Regions from separate parts of the Mus musculus genome. Here all the other regions are linked to region 1. A link is a contact called in public Hi-C and HiChIP or PLAC-seq data. All regions are on one chromosome and are shown on one strand. The core of a region is the stretch at or near the end of the contact, and the rest is flanking DNA. Distances in the headings are between cores, read along the strand shown.

The links. Hi-C and Micro-C count contacts between places; a contact is called where the count stands out from the background. HiChIP or PLAC-seq counts read pairs in DNA pulled down with a chosen protein or histone mark.
Region 2: an H3K4me3 HiChIP or PLAC-seq map of embryonic limb bud shows a contact between it and region 1, with 4 times the contacts expected there. The contact joins the enhancer-like site here to the promoter of Six2 in region 1. A contact is called at or near these places in 4 of 39 promoter capture datasets (the 3T3-L1 cell line, the HPC-7 cell line, hippocampal neurons and 1 more), 1 of 484 Hi-C or Micro-C datasets (embryonic stem cells), 9 of 115 datasets of contacts at active chromatin or transcription factors (astrocytes, craniofacial prominence, embryonic hindbrain and 5 more) and 1 of 9 other capture datasets (embryonic stem cells).
Region 3: a contact with region 1 is called in an H3K4me3 HiChIP or PLAC-seq map of embryonic limb bud, with 4 times the contacts expected there. The contact joins the enhancer-like site here to the promoter of Six2 in region 1. A contact is called at or near these places in 8 of 39 promoter capture datasets (cranial neural crest, embryonic stem cells, frontonasal cranial neural crest and 5 more), 13 of 484 Hi-C or Micro-C datasets (the CH12 cell line, LSK cells, bone marrow-derived macrophages and 8 more), 11 of 115 datasets of contacts at active chromatin or transcription factors (craniofacial prominence, embryonic forebrain, embryonic hindbrain and 7 more) and 1 of 9 other capture datasets (embryonic stem cells).
Region 4: an H3K4me3 HiChIP or PLAC-seq map of embryonic limb bud shows a contact between it and region 1, with 4 times the contacts expected there. The contact joins the enhancer-like site here to the promoter of Six2 in region 1. A contact is called at or near these places in 6 of 39 promoter capture datasets (the 3T3-L1 cell line, the HPC-7 cell line, embryonic stem cells and 3 more), 8 of 484 Hi-C or Micro-C datasets (bone marrow-derived macrophages, cerebral cortex, embryonic stem cells and 3 more), 9 of 115 datasets of contacts at active chromatin or transcription factors (astrocytes, craniofacial prominence, embryonic forebrain and 6 more) and 1 of 9 other capture datasets (embryonic stem cells).
Region 5: a Hi-C map of nephron progenitors shows a contact between it and region 1, with 1.4 times the contacts expected there. The contact joins the enhancer-like site here to the promoter of Six2 in region 1. A contact is called at or near these places in 9 of 39 promoter capture datasets (the 3T3-L1 cell line, the HPC-7 cell line, embryonic stem cells and 5 more), 4 of 484 Hi-C or Micro-C datasets (bone marrow-derived macrophages, embryonic stem cells, nephron progenitors and 1 more), 12 of 115 datasets of contacts at active chromatin or transcription factors (craniofacial prominence, embryonic basal ganglia, embryonic forebrain and 8 more) and 1 of 9 other capture datasets (embryonic stem cells).

What each region holds. Positions count from the first base shown.
Region 1 is chr17:85,686,905-85,689,604 of GRCm38.p6, forward strand. Six2 (sine oculis-related homeobox 2) reads right to left here and starts at 1,350. Exons shown (of 2, transcript NM_011380.2): 1 at 489-1,350. The coding sequence starts at 1,048. It overlaps CJ186046Rik (a long non-coding RNA gene), which reads left to right and starts at 1,590. Exons shown (of 9, transcript XR_001782258.2): 1 at 1,590-2,700.
Region 2 is chr17:85,901,323-85,904,022 of GRCm38.p6, forward strand. All of the region lies in intron 4 of Gm30117 (a long non-coding RNA gene), which reads right to left. Among named protein-coding and RNA genes, the nearest start is that of Gm30117, 26 kb to the right of the region's middle. Within about 2 kb of position 1,444, at least 9 of the 459 cell types and tissues checked have an H3K27ac peak or open chromatin away from gene starts, as enhancers often do. A contact at or near this core is called in embryonic limb bud, where this site is marked.
Region 3 is chr17:85,869,196-85,871,895 of GRCm38.p6, forward strand. All of the region lies in intron 4 of Gm30117 (a long non-coding RNA gene), which reads right to left. Among named protein-coding and RNA genes, the nearest start is that of Gm30117, 58 kb to the right of the region's middle. Within about 2 kb of position 1,371, at least 27 of the 459 cell types and tissues checked have an H3K27ac peak or open chromatin away from gene starts, as enhancers often do. A contact at or near this core is called in embryonic limb bud, nephron progenitors and palatal mesenchyme, where this site is marked.
Region 4 is chr17:85,920,034-85,922,733 of GRCm38.p6, forward strand. Gm30117 (a long non-coding RNA gene) reads right to left here. Exons shown (of 5, transcript XR_877085.1): 2 at 1,774-1,908; 3 at 1,213-1,376. Among named protein-coding and RNA genes, the nearest start is that of Gm30117, 7.2 kb to the right of the region's middle. Within about 2 kb of position 1,433, at least 14 of the 459 cell types and tissues checked have an H3K27ac peak or open chromatin away from gene starts, as enhancers often do. A contact at or near this core is called in embryonic limb bud and stem cell-derived cardiac mesoderm, where this site is marked.
Region 5 is chr17:85,940,272-85,942,971 of GRCm38.p6, forward strand. No RefSeq gene overlaps it. Among named protein-coding and RNA genes, the nearest start is that of Gm30117, 13 kb to the left of the region's middle. Within about 2 kb of position 1,265, at least 13 of the 459 cell types and tissues checked have an H3K27ac peak or open chromatin away from gene starts, as enhancers often do. A contact at or near this core is called in nephron progenitors, where this site is marked.

The DNA of each region.
Region 1 (2,700 bases), core at 100-2,599:
TATGCCCAGACAAGGAATAGGTCTACCTTGCATAGATATTGCAGTCATTACCCAGATAATACTAGGGAGATTCCAACCCCTGCCCTGACCCCTAAAAATCTCTTTGACCTGGAGGTGACGTCCTAAACCCCCTGATCCCCGACGCCCTTGGTTGTTCGAAGATCAGGCCCTAAGCCTACGCTTACCTCGCAGGGAATTCAGGCCCACAGCCCTGCCCTCTCTGAAACTCGCCGTTTTTCCAGTTTAGTCCACAAGCGACTGAGGAATTAGTTACTGAACTTACGCACCGCTTTGCCCGCTTTAGACAAATTCCGGGTCGCTCAGCCTCCAGAAAAGACCTAAGCGCTGTTTTGAGCCAGCCTGAGCTGCGGCCGAGCTTGGTACCCGGGGTCCGGGTGCGATTTAGTCCTGTCCAGGAGCTCCCCATCCTCCCGCACCCGTTTCTCCCAGGACCAGGGAAGCCGGCGCAGATGCTCACTTACTCGTACCTTTCCTTGGCCTCGGCCGCCCTGTCGCGCTGCCGCCGGTTCTTGAACCAGTTGCTGACTTGCGTGGTGGTGAGGCCGGTGGCCTCGGCCAGCTCGCGCTTCTCTCGTGGCGACGGGTAGGGGTTGTGAGCGTACCACTCGCGCAGCACGCTGCGGCTCTTCTCCTTGAAGCAGTAGCTGGTCTCCTCGCCGTCCCAGATGGAGCGGGGCAGCGGGAACTTGCGCCGCACGCGGTACTTGCCCACGGCGCCCAGCGGCCGGCCGCGCAGCTTCTCCGCCTCGATGTAGTGCGCCTTGAGCCACAACTGCTGCAGCTTGGCGTGGTTGTGCGGCGAGAACTGGTGGCTCTCCAGGATTTTGTAGAGCTCGCGGAAGTTGCCCCGGTGGAAGGCCACCACGGCCTTGGCCTTGAGCACGCTTTCATTCTTGTGGAGGTGCTCGCAGGCGGGCAGCGACCACAGGAAGCGACCCAGCCGCTCGATGTTGCCGCCCTGCTGCAGCACCTCGCACACGCACGCCACTTGCTCCTGCGTGAAGCCGAAGGTGGGCAGCATGGACATGGTGGCGGCTGCGCGCCCGCCCGCCCGCGCGCGCCCTCACCGCGCTTCGCGGCCCCGCATGGGCGCCTCCCCGCCGGCCCCGGCCGGCCGACAGGCGGGCGGGGCCCCCTGGCCAGGCGCCGGCTCCCGAGCGACTCCTGAGTCACAACGATCCGTCCTCGCTCCCGCCGCCGGCCCCGCGCAGCTCCGCGCCCCCGCCGCCCGCGCGCCTCGCCCGCGCCCAAGCCCGGAGGCCGCCCGGGGCGCCGCTCCGCATGCTCCGCGCCCGCCCGCCGCTCGCTCGCCGGCTCCTCGCTCGTTCGCTCTCCCTCCCGTCTAGCTCGCTTGCAGCTTTTTTAATAATATTATTCTAAGCGGGCATGAGGCGCGGCGGCCCGCGCCCTGATTGGTCGGGTTATCTGACCCGGGGCCTGCCCGCGCCAGACAATAGTCGAGTCAAATTATTCGCCATGGAGACGCTGTCAGTCACCGGTAACCCGAGCCCCGGCGGCCCGGGCGGCTCCCACCCCCGCCCCCCTCGGCCAGCTCCGCTGACAGATCGCCCCGGCTCTGCACAGAGCGGAGGTTGGCCGAGACGGGAGCCCCAGGCACTCCCAGAGCCCGGGAGGCGGAGAGGAGCCGGGCTGGGGCCCCGAGACGGCGGTGATTGACGGGGCGGACGCCCAAAGAGCAGAGGAGGAGGAGGACCCCGAAGGAGGGGGCTGGGTGGGGGCCCTCGAAGAAAAGAGGAGGACCGAAGTGGGGAAGGAAGGGAGTAGAAGGGAAGGCGGAGGACCGTTTAAGGGGGTGCCTTTCAGGAAAGGAAAAGAGGGGGACAGAAGGAGCCTTCAAGAGAAAAAGTGTGAGACACCCCTCCCTTTTTTTTTAAATAAGAGGCGTCGCAACAGCCTCACCCAGGCTTCGCCAGGTGCTCCAGCTCCGGCTGGGTCACTGCGTCGCTCGGAAGGTCGCAGCTGACAGGCAGAGACACTAACCCAGGAGGAGGTCAGTGGGATGGAGAGTTTGGATTCTCTTAGGGGGCCTCTGAAAGGCTTGGCTTTTCTAGCTGACAACACCCCACCCCCATGCAAGAAACCCGGGACCCGAGATGTCTATCCCCTAGGGAAAGGGGGAGGAGGTGGGGAGAGAAGTCAGAGATTTGGCAGTGGCCGCAGCTGGACGCCTGAGAATCAACTTCCCGGAGGATCCCGCCTTTCCTTCCTTTCGCAGCAGGCTGCTTGCCCCGCGGCCGGTACCGCCCCCACTCGGCGCGATCTGCTCCTCGCCAGGCGGGGACTCAGACTTAACCCCACGGGGCCCAGGACCCGAGAAACTCCCGGCAGTCTCGTGTGGCCTTTACGGAAGTTGAATCTTGCAAGGGCGGCGACACAAAACAGGGGAGCCCGCATAGACCCGCAGACTGCCCCGGGGAGCCCAGGGCAGCGTGTGTAGGGTAATTGTCGCACTTCCCGGGGTGGGGGTGAGGTGCACAGAAGAGACTGGATTTACCAGCTTCCTGTCTCCCTACTTCTGGGCTCGGGTTCCTGGTCTCTTCTGCCTGAGAACCCAGCGCTAAGTTCCGGCAAGATTGGCCTTAGAAAGTGGGTAGGAGGAGCCCTGCTTTTTGTTTCTTTGTCAGAACTCCCCCAGAACATACGAAGTGCTGGTCCTTT
Region 2 (2,700 bases), core at 194-2,693, 210 kb after region 1:
GTTCTTTTTGCATCTCTTAGTGTGGCTAGTGGGGCATTTTAAATTGCATACTATGTATGGTTTTGTCCCCAGTCAGTGTTGGTCTAGATGGACCACAAAACACAGGAAATCAGTAACAAACACAAAAGCGTCACAGAACAGAAAGTCATGAGCAGGTTGTAGCACTTCATGGCTGCTTGCTGGCTGAGAGATTTATTAGCACACAACTCCTGTCAAGCCTTGAAAGGCAAACTGGCTACGCTCCCCCAAGCCTCTTCTCATCAGAGGAGCCAGCAAGCATTCAGAATTGTGCACAGCTCTCGGGAAAATCCAACTGAACACTCCCTCATCTTTTTTTTTTTTTTCAAAAAAAATAATCTAAGGTTCAGAGAGGCTTGGGATTCAGCCAAGATCACACAGCACGTCATATATTAGTCAGGGTTTTCCATTGCTAATTTTAGACCCCGTCAAAGCTTTTTATAAAGATTCCCAAATCAACTTCTGTAACATTTCTGACATACATTAGACAGATGAGAAACTGAGACCCTGACGTGACAAAAAAGACTAATGTGTGGCATCCATGGGAGTAGGCATAACCCTGTCCTTTTGTCCCCTGCTTTCCTCCCGGTCCAGGTTTCCTCCTCAGATTGGACGCACTGCCCTGCTTGTGTGCCCTCCCAGTCTTGATGGGGAAGAATGGCCCACGGGCATTCTTCCACCTAAGTAATAACGGAACCACACTGATCCTTTCTTCAAGGTCCAGGGGCACTGTTTCCCCTCTGCCCTGGCATTGCTTGGAAATGTTGCTTTGGGATAACGGAATGCAAAACACCTCGGCTGCAATTTTCAAATCAGAAACAGCCTCTAAATCCTCACTTAGTGCAGAGCAGGAGGCCTTGGGAGGATCAGGAGAGCCTCGGGCCGCTCCTCCCTTGAGAAGCAAAGCTTAGAGGGATATGGAGATCACTGATCTAGTGAGTGTGTAGATGGTGTCAAGCCAGGATCCCATAATTCAGATGAATGAGGTCCAGCTTTACTTCTCTGTCATTCCGTCTAACACGGGAGCTGTGAGAGACTGGATAACCAGGCAGGAGAGCACGGGACCACACCAGGGACTCAGGGTAGAAAATCACAATCCAAGCAGGTTTCCTAGAGGAGCAGTCCCACTGAGGTCTCAGAAAATTGCAAAAGCATTGTAGGTTATTCCTGGCAGGAAAGTGAGACCATACCAACCTCTGAGGACATGAGACCTGGCCTGGATGCTCCTTCCTGGGGCTCTCCCAGGCTCTCCTTAAGCCCAGCTGTTTCAGCAGCCTTGGTAACTCTCTACCTCTTGTGGAATCTTCAAACTATAATACAAACACCCCAGGAAGTTAGCTAGGCAAACATCACCACATTCCCTCTACAGACCAGGAATGCCACCCTTGGGCAAGTTAGTGTCCTGATTGATGTATTCCAGCAATATCAGGAACACTGTCCAAACTGAACAAAGGGCTCTGTGTTCTGCAACTCAGCTCTGCCTGGTCCTCACAGCTCATTAGCCAGGCATGGGAGGCCGTGATTTTGTAGACCGCCCTTAGTTAGTACCAGGTACCACTCATGTGGCACTTTACATATGTGACAGTGCCCTGTGGCTCTGATTTCAGGACCTTTATTTTATCTCCATAGAACTTATCTTCCCTCTCACACTGAGAAGCACGGTGCAGCACACACACACACACACACACACACACACACACACACACACTAAATGCTCAGTAGACTAACAGGCAAACCAATACAGATGTTACAAGAGAAGGCTCTATTAGAAAAGGAATTTCAAATACCACTGTCACCATGTTAATCCAGAGGTCTTCCCCAGCAGGGCTAGCCCCACTTATTGTTACCATGGTTTTTTGAGACAGGGTTTCTCTATGTAGCCCTGGCTGTCCTTGAACTAGCACTGTAAACCAGGCTGGCCTCAAACTCACAGAGCTCTGCCTGCCTCTTCCTCCTACGTGCTAGGATAAAGGCATGCACCACCACACCCAGCTTCACTAAGCCATTCTTAACTGAGATACACAAGCATAATAAATACACCAAACTTCAAAGGCTTAGCCCAAAACATGTTGAATGCATGTTGAAATGATAATGTTAGACATGTTGGGTTAAATAAGTATTATTGGTAAATTCATTTCACCTACCTTTTATTTTTAATAGTATGGCTACTAGAAATATTTTAAGGAACAAAGATGGCTCAGGTGACTTTGTATCACGCTGACCTGTATGTAGAGAGGTTTAATCTGAAAGGGAAAGGATGTGAAGAATCTTCCAGAGTGAGCCCGATTCACAGGAGACTGGGCCTATTCTAAACATCCATCCTGTGTGTGCCTTCATTTTTCTGTAGAATTCCGTAGTTTATCCTTCCATCTGTCCAACATGATTATGATTCTTTTCATTATCTCCCACCTCCAACTAATCCAAGATTTTCAAAACACACCTCAGGAGCAGCCTTTACCCACGCCCCCTCATTCCTGCATAGACATTAGCAGATCTGCCCAGCTGTGAACCGTTGGGTTCAACCAACCGCCGCCTTACCAGTCATGGCACTAATCATGCTGGTCCCCCAACAGTTACAGGGTGATCCCCCAACAGTTACAGGGTGGTCCCCCAACAGTTACAGGGTGTTCCCCCAACAGTTACAGGGTGTTCCCCCAACAGTTACAGGGTGGTCTCCCTTCA
Region 3 (2,700 bases), core at 121-2,620, 180 kb after region 1:
GAGGGAGACCCCTACTTCAGCAGCTGAAGGGAGTTAGGAAGCCAAGAGCCCTAGCAGCCCCTCTGAACACAGAGCCCCAGACCCCAGTCCCTCGTGGTTATCCTGGATCTGGGGCTCTGGGGCTCTGGGCAGGATTTCCTTCTGTCTGAAGGGAGCGTGCCTCTAACAGGCTGCACATGCCTGCCAGCTGCTGCTTTCCTTCGCGCAATGCAGGCCAAGACAAGAAGAGCATTATTTCCCACCGGCCTTCTAATCTGCAGGCCCCTGACTCCACAGGCCTGCTCTGGGCAGGGTAACTTAGGACCTCTGGGGCTGAATCCCCCTTGGCTTAGAAAGGGCTCCTTTCTTCTCCCCATTCCATTTGCTTTCTATTTAGGGCAGTGCTCCTCCACCAAGGGGGCTGTGCTGAAAGCCTGTGGAAAGGACTTCAGCAGGGCTGTTGGCTTCTCAAAGGCTTTCCTGTGTCCGCTCTGCTCTGTGTAGATAGCACTGGGAGAAATTGAGTGTGTGTGCATGCGTGAACTCGTGTGTGTGTGTGTGTGTGTGTATGTGTGTGTGTGTGTGCATGCGCATGCATGTATTCATAGTCACATGTGGGTACACATGCATGTGTGTGCAGTGTTGGGTTTCTTTGTTGATTGCTTCCCACCCTACTTGTCTGAGACAGGCTCTCTCACTGAACGGAGAGCTCATCAGATAGCGAGGCTTGCTGGCTGGTGACCTCCGGGGTGACTTCCGAGGATCCTCTTCTCTTGCCTCTCTCCAGTTCTGGGTTTACTTATTGATCCATGCTGCTAGACCTGCTTTCAAGTGTGCTCTGGGGATCTGAACTCAAGTCCTCGCACTTGTGCACATGTTCACAACCAACTCCCCCACCGGATCCATCTCCTTAGCCGAGAATAAAAATTACTGAGTGCTGAACCCTCTAGACTCTATGTGCAGTGTCTGAACCCCCAAACCCCAGCTACAGAGCTCTGTGTGGGCCCATTTCGCAGGAGAGAGTTCATAATGGCGAGGTTAAATGATCTATAAGGTCCATAATCCAGCCTGGAAGGATCCAAAACAGGAGGTGAGCCCCACCATTGCTAGGATTGGCCTTCTAAACCCCAACCCTGATTTCCAGAAGAGGCACAGGGGAGGGAAGACCACCTTTCACTCACTCTTGTTTTGGCTGTGTCACTAGGACAATCTGATCCGAATCTCTGTGGTCTCTCTCCCTCTGTGTAAAGGCGTGTGTAGCACTGCGCTGGGCCCTGTTCCACCTTCAAACAACCACAAGAACTAGGCCATCCCCAAATGCTCAGAGGGACGCTCAGAGGGACCTGCAGAGGGACCTGAGGCCCGGAACCGGCTCTGGCCCTATCCAGTTACTAACCAAACACTTGTCTTTCTTCCTGGCTGAAACTGAACGTGCCTGACTCTTGCTTGGAGCTCTTGACTAAGAAAGCTAAATTTTAACCCTTTCCCTGCAGCATTTTTCCCCCTTCCACAGCACACAAAACACAAGGTACCAATTTGTCTGGCTGACTCTGCTTGCAGCTCGCCTTGCAAGGAGAGAGGCCTTCAGGAGCCCAAGCAGAACACACCGTTTTTAGCTTAGCCTGGCTTAATTTTTCACTTTTTTTTTTTGTATGTGTCATTTCGGATGTGAAATTATTTCACCTCCTTTTAAAACAAAGGACGCCATTGTCTAGTGGGCAGGGAAGGAGCCTCTGGCTTGGAGGTAAGAGCAAGGTGGGGCAGGAATCATCGTTGGGATCACCCTGTGTGCAAGCATAGATATTCCCCAAGGTGGATACCCCAAGAATGTGGGGTGCTCCCCCTCTAAATTTTCCTTTCCAGAGTGGTGTGGCGGTTAACTCTTCATCTCAGACTCCTGTCTAGGGAAGAGACTGGCTTATCATTTTGTTCTTCTGACCAAAAGATTTTTAAAAGCCACCCCCACCACCCAAACCAAACCAAATAAAAAAAAGCAACCTCAGAAAGTAATACTGTGGAAACAGTAAGGACCCAAATTCTCCCCACTCCAGGGTGGAGGACACTAGTGAAATCGAACCGATGAGCCAAGCTTGGGCCTCTGACTTGGAGGCCCAGTCGTCAGATGCAAGCTTTCTGCCTTCAGCATAGACTTTTTCTATAACAAACCCACTTTGGGGTCATCCATCAATACGTAAGTGCACACCTGGGAGACGGGGACAAGTCTTCACTCTTCTGTCTTTGTAAATAAGGAACTCGTATTTCTACAATGGAATGACCGATTAGAGCACCTTTCTTCCCCGGGGCAATTTCCAAAAACTGGTGTAGACTCCTGCACCCCGGGGTCTGCTGAGGTGACAAGCCTTCCCTGCCAACATCTTCCTCCTCCAAATCCTGAAGGTTGCTCTGGCTTCAAGCTTTTCACCTTGTGAAGCAAGGAAAGGAAGGCATAGACCTGTTCACTCACTACCACGGATAGGCAAACCAGCAGTTCTAAACAAAGCACCAGGGCCGCCACGACCATCGGAAAAACATGAGTGGCTGAGACTAACTGCACCAGGGACCACAGGCGACCTTAGTGCACCGAGCCAGGAGAAGACTGTCGAAATGGAAAGAGTTGAGAAGGTTTTGTTGCCTGACCTGAATTACCAACTGCCCTATGTCACAAGACATACTTCCTTGGGTTAACTTACTCTTAAAGACTGTTCTTTCCAGAACTGATGC
Region 4 (2,700 bases), core at 183-2,682, 230 kb after region 1:
AAGGTGCTCAGTCCAAAGCCGAGGGGACCAGTCGGTATGAGCTAAATGGAGGTGGAATTAGCCAACCCTCTAATTCCAAAGTGTTTAGCTTTGGAGCACAAAAAGTTAAACACCTTCTTGCAACACATTGTAAACATGTCAGTGTGTTTAACATGTTACCCGTGTTCTGTTCTCCTGCCCATGTGTTTAGAAAAGAAACAGGTTATGATGTTTAACTAGTAAATGGATGTATGTGCTCATAGCAGCTAACACTTTTTAAACACTTGTGGATGCTTAAAATTATGATGTGTTTAAGATTCGAACACGTTTGCTTTTCTACACTCTTAATCCAATGAGCGCTGGCTGCCCTCTTCCCCGCTCACAGGGCTCGTCCATCCACCTCGCTAGACCTGGTCTGCAACGACTCCCTCCAGCTGCTGACAGACCTTCTTCTCTCTCTTAGCATTTCCATGCATGCACGGACATCGTCAAGAAGAGGATAGTTAACAGTCGTTCTTCAGGGGATGTCTAGAATCCTGTTTAAAAGGGTCTTCCTGGAACCCTCGATGGGGCCTTACCAACTCCACTATATGATTCAGGAAATGAAAAACAAAAGGCCTCAAGTCCCCTGCAGGTCACACAGTGTGTGAGCAGGAGTGTGAGCAGGAGCAGGGTAGGGGTGAGGTCGGACCTCCAGGTGCTAGGCAGGCTTCGCATGCACACTTACTTGTCTTTCCACACTAGCATCCAGAAAAAGGTGTGACACTTAGCTTCGATGTGTGAACTCACACTGCATAGTGCCCTCCTGGGAAAGGGCAGGAGTGGGTGCCTACTCTTTCCTTTGCTCCTCTGCGTCCTCTCACCTCGGAGCTCTGTCTTCTCCTCTCTGTGCACTCTAGGTATCTCCCCACTTGTCCCCCTGCCCTCTCTTGTTTGTCCATTCTTCATCGGTTCTCTTACCTCTAGGTCTGCCATTACATATGACCCTAGCCACCCTTGTTTCTTGTTAGTGTCTACAGCACCTTGGCCCCCTTTCCATGCCTGGTATTTCCTGTTCTGGGGCATTTAAACTGCTGTTCCCGGGGCCTGAAAACCCATTCCTCTCTTGGTTCTCTCCCACAGACACTTTTGAATAGCAGAGCATCAGGAAAGCTTTTAGCCCAGGTCAGATGGCCCTTTTCTATGGTCCTAGCCTAACACCCCATGCAGCCTCCCCTAGTAGCACCTAATTACCGTTTATTTAGGTTGGTTTCCACCTCTGAGCTCAGTTTCCAAGGAGAGCTGGTCTGTGGCTGTCTTGTTCACCATCGCATCCCAGTACCCAGTGCCTGACACATAGTTAGCACCTAATGAACGAGTGTCCGATGGCCAGCGGGACTTCCAGCTATCCTGTTAATCTTGAAGGAATGGAAAGAAAGGTCGCATTATGTGTTGGGGGCTGTGAGCATAGTTTCCCACCTGGTGCAAGCTGTTTAATTTCTCCAACTCTCAGCCTGGCAGCAGGCCAGGTGGGAGCTAGCTCAACTCAGCAAATGTTTATGAAGCTGGCCAAGCGGAGGGGAACTCTGCTGGACACACTGGGGGTTGGGGGGTGACGCAGACAAGAACAGACCTGAGGTGTTTGGAGCAGCTTAGAGTCACCTGGGAGAGGCAGTGATACTGGGTGGGTGGACTGGAGCGACAGTGGGGAGATGGACCCCCAAAGCCCATGCAGTACTGAAGGGGGGCAGGCTGTGAGCAGGAAGAGATGGGTGAGAGTCAGGCACTAGTGCAGATTCACACTGAGAAAAATACCTGACAGAGGCACACTGAGGTTGGATTCAGGCTGTCACACAGTCAAGAAACGGATGAATGCTGATTCTCAGGCCCCAGCCCATTGGCTGCCGTTGCCCACATGTAACTGGATCTTCCTTACACAGTTGAATTTATCTGAAAACACCACAGATGTGCTTAGATGTGTACCTCCTACGTGATTCTAAATCTAGTCAAGTTGGGGATGAAGACCAACATCTCAGGGTGATTGACTCGAAGCGGGTAACCAGCTAAGTAATAGCAATTATTCGAGTGTCATGGCAGGTGAAAAAGCAAGACAGAAGCTGGGCAGCATGTCTATAATTCGAGCACTCCTACCAGGACATGTGAGGACAGAGACAGAAGAGTCCCCGAAAGCTAGCTAGCCTGGCATAAGCAGTGAGAAACAAGATGGAAGATGAAGCCCTGCACCACGATTAACCTCTGAGCTCACAAGTGCCCTGATCTGTCTGCAGCTACATTCACAGTATCCAGGCATGCACACAGGCATGGACACATACATGGGCACACACAAGCACACAGGGACACATACACACAGAGATTTTAAAAGAGGAAGGCACGGGATGGGGTGGAGGGTGAGATCAGGAAATGGTTAAAGACGCAGCAACTTATGAGATATAAAGGTAAGGGATGGGGAAAGAAGCCCCACAAGAATGTCAAGGATGCAAGCCTGAAACACAGGGACCTAAAAGCAGGAGTAGTGAGGGCCAAGAGAAGTGGCGCAGGTCAGACAGGCTCACTGCTAAGCCACGACAAAGCCACACCAACAGCATGAGAGGCAACAGGAAATGCAGGTCTCGAAACCGGAACCTGGGTTGATGCCTCCACACCTACAAACAAACAAAAGGCGCTTACGAAGAAGCAGACAGTCTGGAATGTACCGGCCACCGTGTGCACAAAGGGCATGGC
Region 5 (2,700 bases), core at 15-2,514, 250 kb after region 1:
CTCAAAGCGCAGCATGCAGCCAGGTGTGGGGTACTCACCCTCAATCCCAGAACTTGGGGGTCAGAGGCAAACCGGGCTCTGTTAGAGGCCAGCCTGGTCTACATAATAAGCTCTAGGCCAACCAGGGCTACATGGCATAAGGAGATAAATAACAAGTCAACATGTGAAGAAAAATAATTTGTATGCGTGGTTTAAGAGACCTAAGGATGGATTGGATAATGTAAACATATTCAGAGATGCTTTGTGTTATTAAAGGGAAAGAAGGGCAGTAAAAAGGGAGGGAGGAAGGGAGGGAGGACAGAGAAGCTACATTCTGAGGGAGGAGGTGCTAGGAAATTTCTGGTAGTAAGGAGGTACATCTCATAAGCTTGAAGGTAGTCACTGAGTGCAGACAGGCTAAACCTGGGCATCTCTGTGGAGATGCAGGCCACTGGGAAAACAGGATGACATAAAGATGTCTTAGATCTGCTTCCAACAGAGCTCAGGAAAGGACTATGCAAGGAACCTTGTGTCTGGAAGCTAGAACCTCTGGTTCTTTTTATTTTTTTTTAATTTTTAATATGTATTTGTGGGTGCATGGGAGCCTTCATATGGTCGGAGGACGACTTGAGGCAGTCACCCTCCACCACGTGGGATCTGGGGATTTAACCCAGGTCGGCAAGCTTGGCGCCGCCTTTGCCCACTGCATCATCTCATAGGCCTTAGAACTTCTTTCATTTGTTTTTAGATAAGGAGTAAGATCAGGCCACGCTGGGAGCTCCACCTGTACACCCAATCAATCCCACATGCTCTTTACAGAAACACTCAGATTCCTGGGGGCTCTCAGTTCCATTTTCAGTGAACACAGATCCCCCGACTTTCTGTTGTAAAATAAATCCCGATTCCTAAAGAAACAGGTCTTGGGAAGGCATCCGATTTCTTTTCTTGCCAGTTGGTGTTTTTCTTAACTGTAACTTTTAGTTTTTCCCACAGTTGGCCACGCTGGAAAGAATGTGGAACGAGGGGTTTTTACATGTTTGAGAAAGAGCACAAACTCTGGTTGGAAAAATGAAATCTCCAACCTGGAGCCCTGAGCGTGAGTCAAACTTTCCACAGTATCAGAATCTCTACTTGCAACTTGAGAAGCAAAATTAAGTTGTAATATTCCAGAAAATAGCTAGGGCCATTCAGAATTCTACTCCTGGCTTCTTGGCTGGATCACAAACCAATGTAGAGGCAGAATTTAATTACCTGTCAGGAACTAAATAAAAAGTCTGCTTCATCTAATACTCCCAGTGTGCAGGACAGCTATGAAAACAGTCCTGACACTCAATCGATTGGCTGTTTACAGAGGCCTAAGGAGGCACCAAGACACATGAGGAGGACACCTGGGCTGGAAGCTTTCACCGTTGTTTAAAGGCAGTTGCCAACCGCTCTGCTTGCTGACCTACACTCAAGCCACTGCCTACCCACAAGAGACCTTGCATTTATGTCTTTAAAATATCCCATAATCTTCCTTCTCAGAGGTAAACAATGGCCTCTAAGGCGAGGCCCAGGGCACTAGGTTATATATACAAGAGAACACCGTCTCTCCAGGGAGAATTCTGCTTCGCGAGGTCGGTGTTTCCGCATCACACCCCAGGCTGCCGTCTGTCCACAGTAGCAGCTACCAGTGACACACAATAGAAAGACTATGTTGGCACCAGGTTGGGAAACCAAGTTAGTTCACATCCATTGCTATAGAATTCACCTTCCCCAGTGCTGCCTGGAGAAAATTCTACTCTGCCCACTCCCAGGACACCAGTGAGCCTGAGGGTGAATCAATGACTATAATTAAAAATGTCCCATGGGCTCAGGTGTTGAATGCTTGGTCTCCTGCTAGAGCACTGTTTTGGGAGATTGTGAAACTTTAGGAGGTGTGGCCTATCTTTAGGAGGTGTGGCCTATCTTTAGGAGGTGTGGCCTATCTTTAGGAGGTGTGGCCTATCTTTAGGAGGTGTGGCCTATCTGGAGGAAGTAGGTCCCAGGCAGTGTCCTTGTCTCTACTTCCTGATCTCATGATGTTCTGCCCAAGTACGTGACATTGCGCCACCACAGTCTGACCCGTCTGAAACTGAACTGAAGGACACCCTTCCCCTCTTAAGCCATAGTCTTGGGAGTTTGTTCACCACCATAAAAGTCTCTTCAGAGAGGTAGAGAGAGCTGAGACCTGTGGGGGAGGCGTTACTACACTGATCAGTTACTTTATTGTCTGCTGTTGAGAGTCGAAGGTCAGGAAAGCACTTACCATTTCAGTAAAGCCCTGCCACCCCAGCTTCAGGCGACCCGGAGGAGGTTTAAGTAGTAGTTTCAGAAAGAAAGCTCAACCTTAAGACTAAGGGAAACACTATTTAAAAAAACCAAAAATCTTCTTTCCCCGGCCTAAAGTCAGCAGTACTGGTTTTTCAGAACCTGGAACATTGCTGTTACTTCCGACCTACCTGCCTGGGACCTACTTCCTCCAGATAGGCCACACCTCCTAAAGACAGGCCACACCTCCTAAAGACAGGCCACACCTCCTAAAGATAGGCCACACCTCCCAAAGATAGGCCACACCTCCTAAAGTTTCACAATTTCCCAAAACAGTGCTCTAGCAGGAGACCAAACATGCACCTCTTAACTTCCCTGGGTCTGAGTTTCCTAAAACGCATTCCGAAAACCACCGTGTGAACATCCGAATCA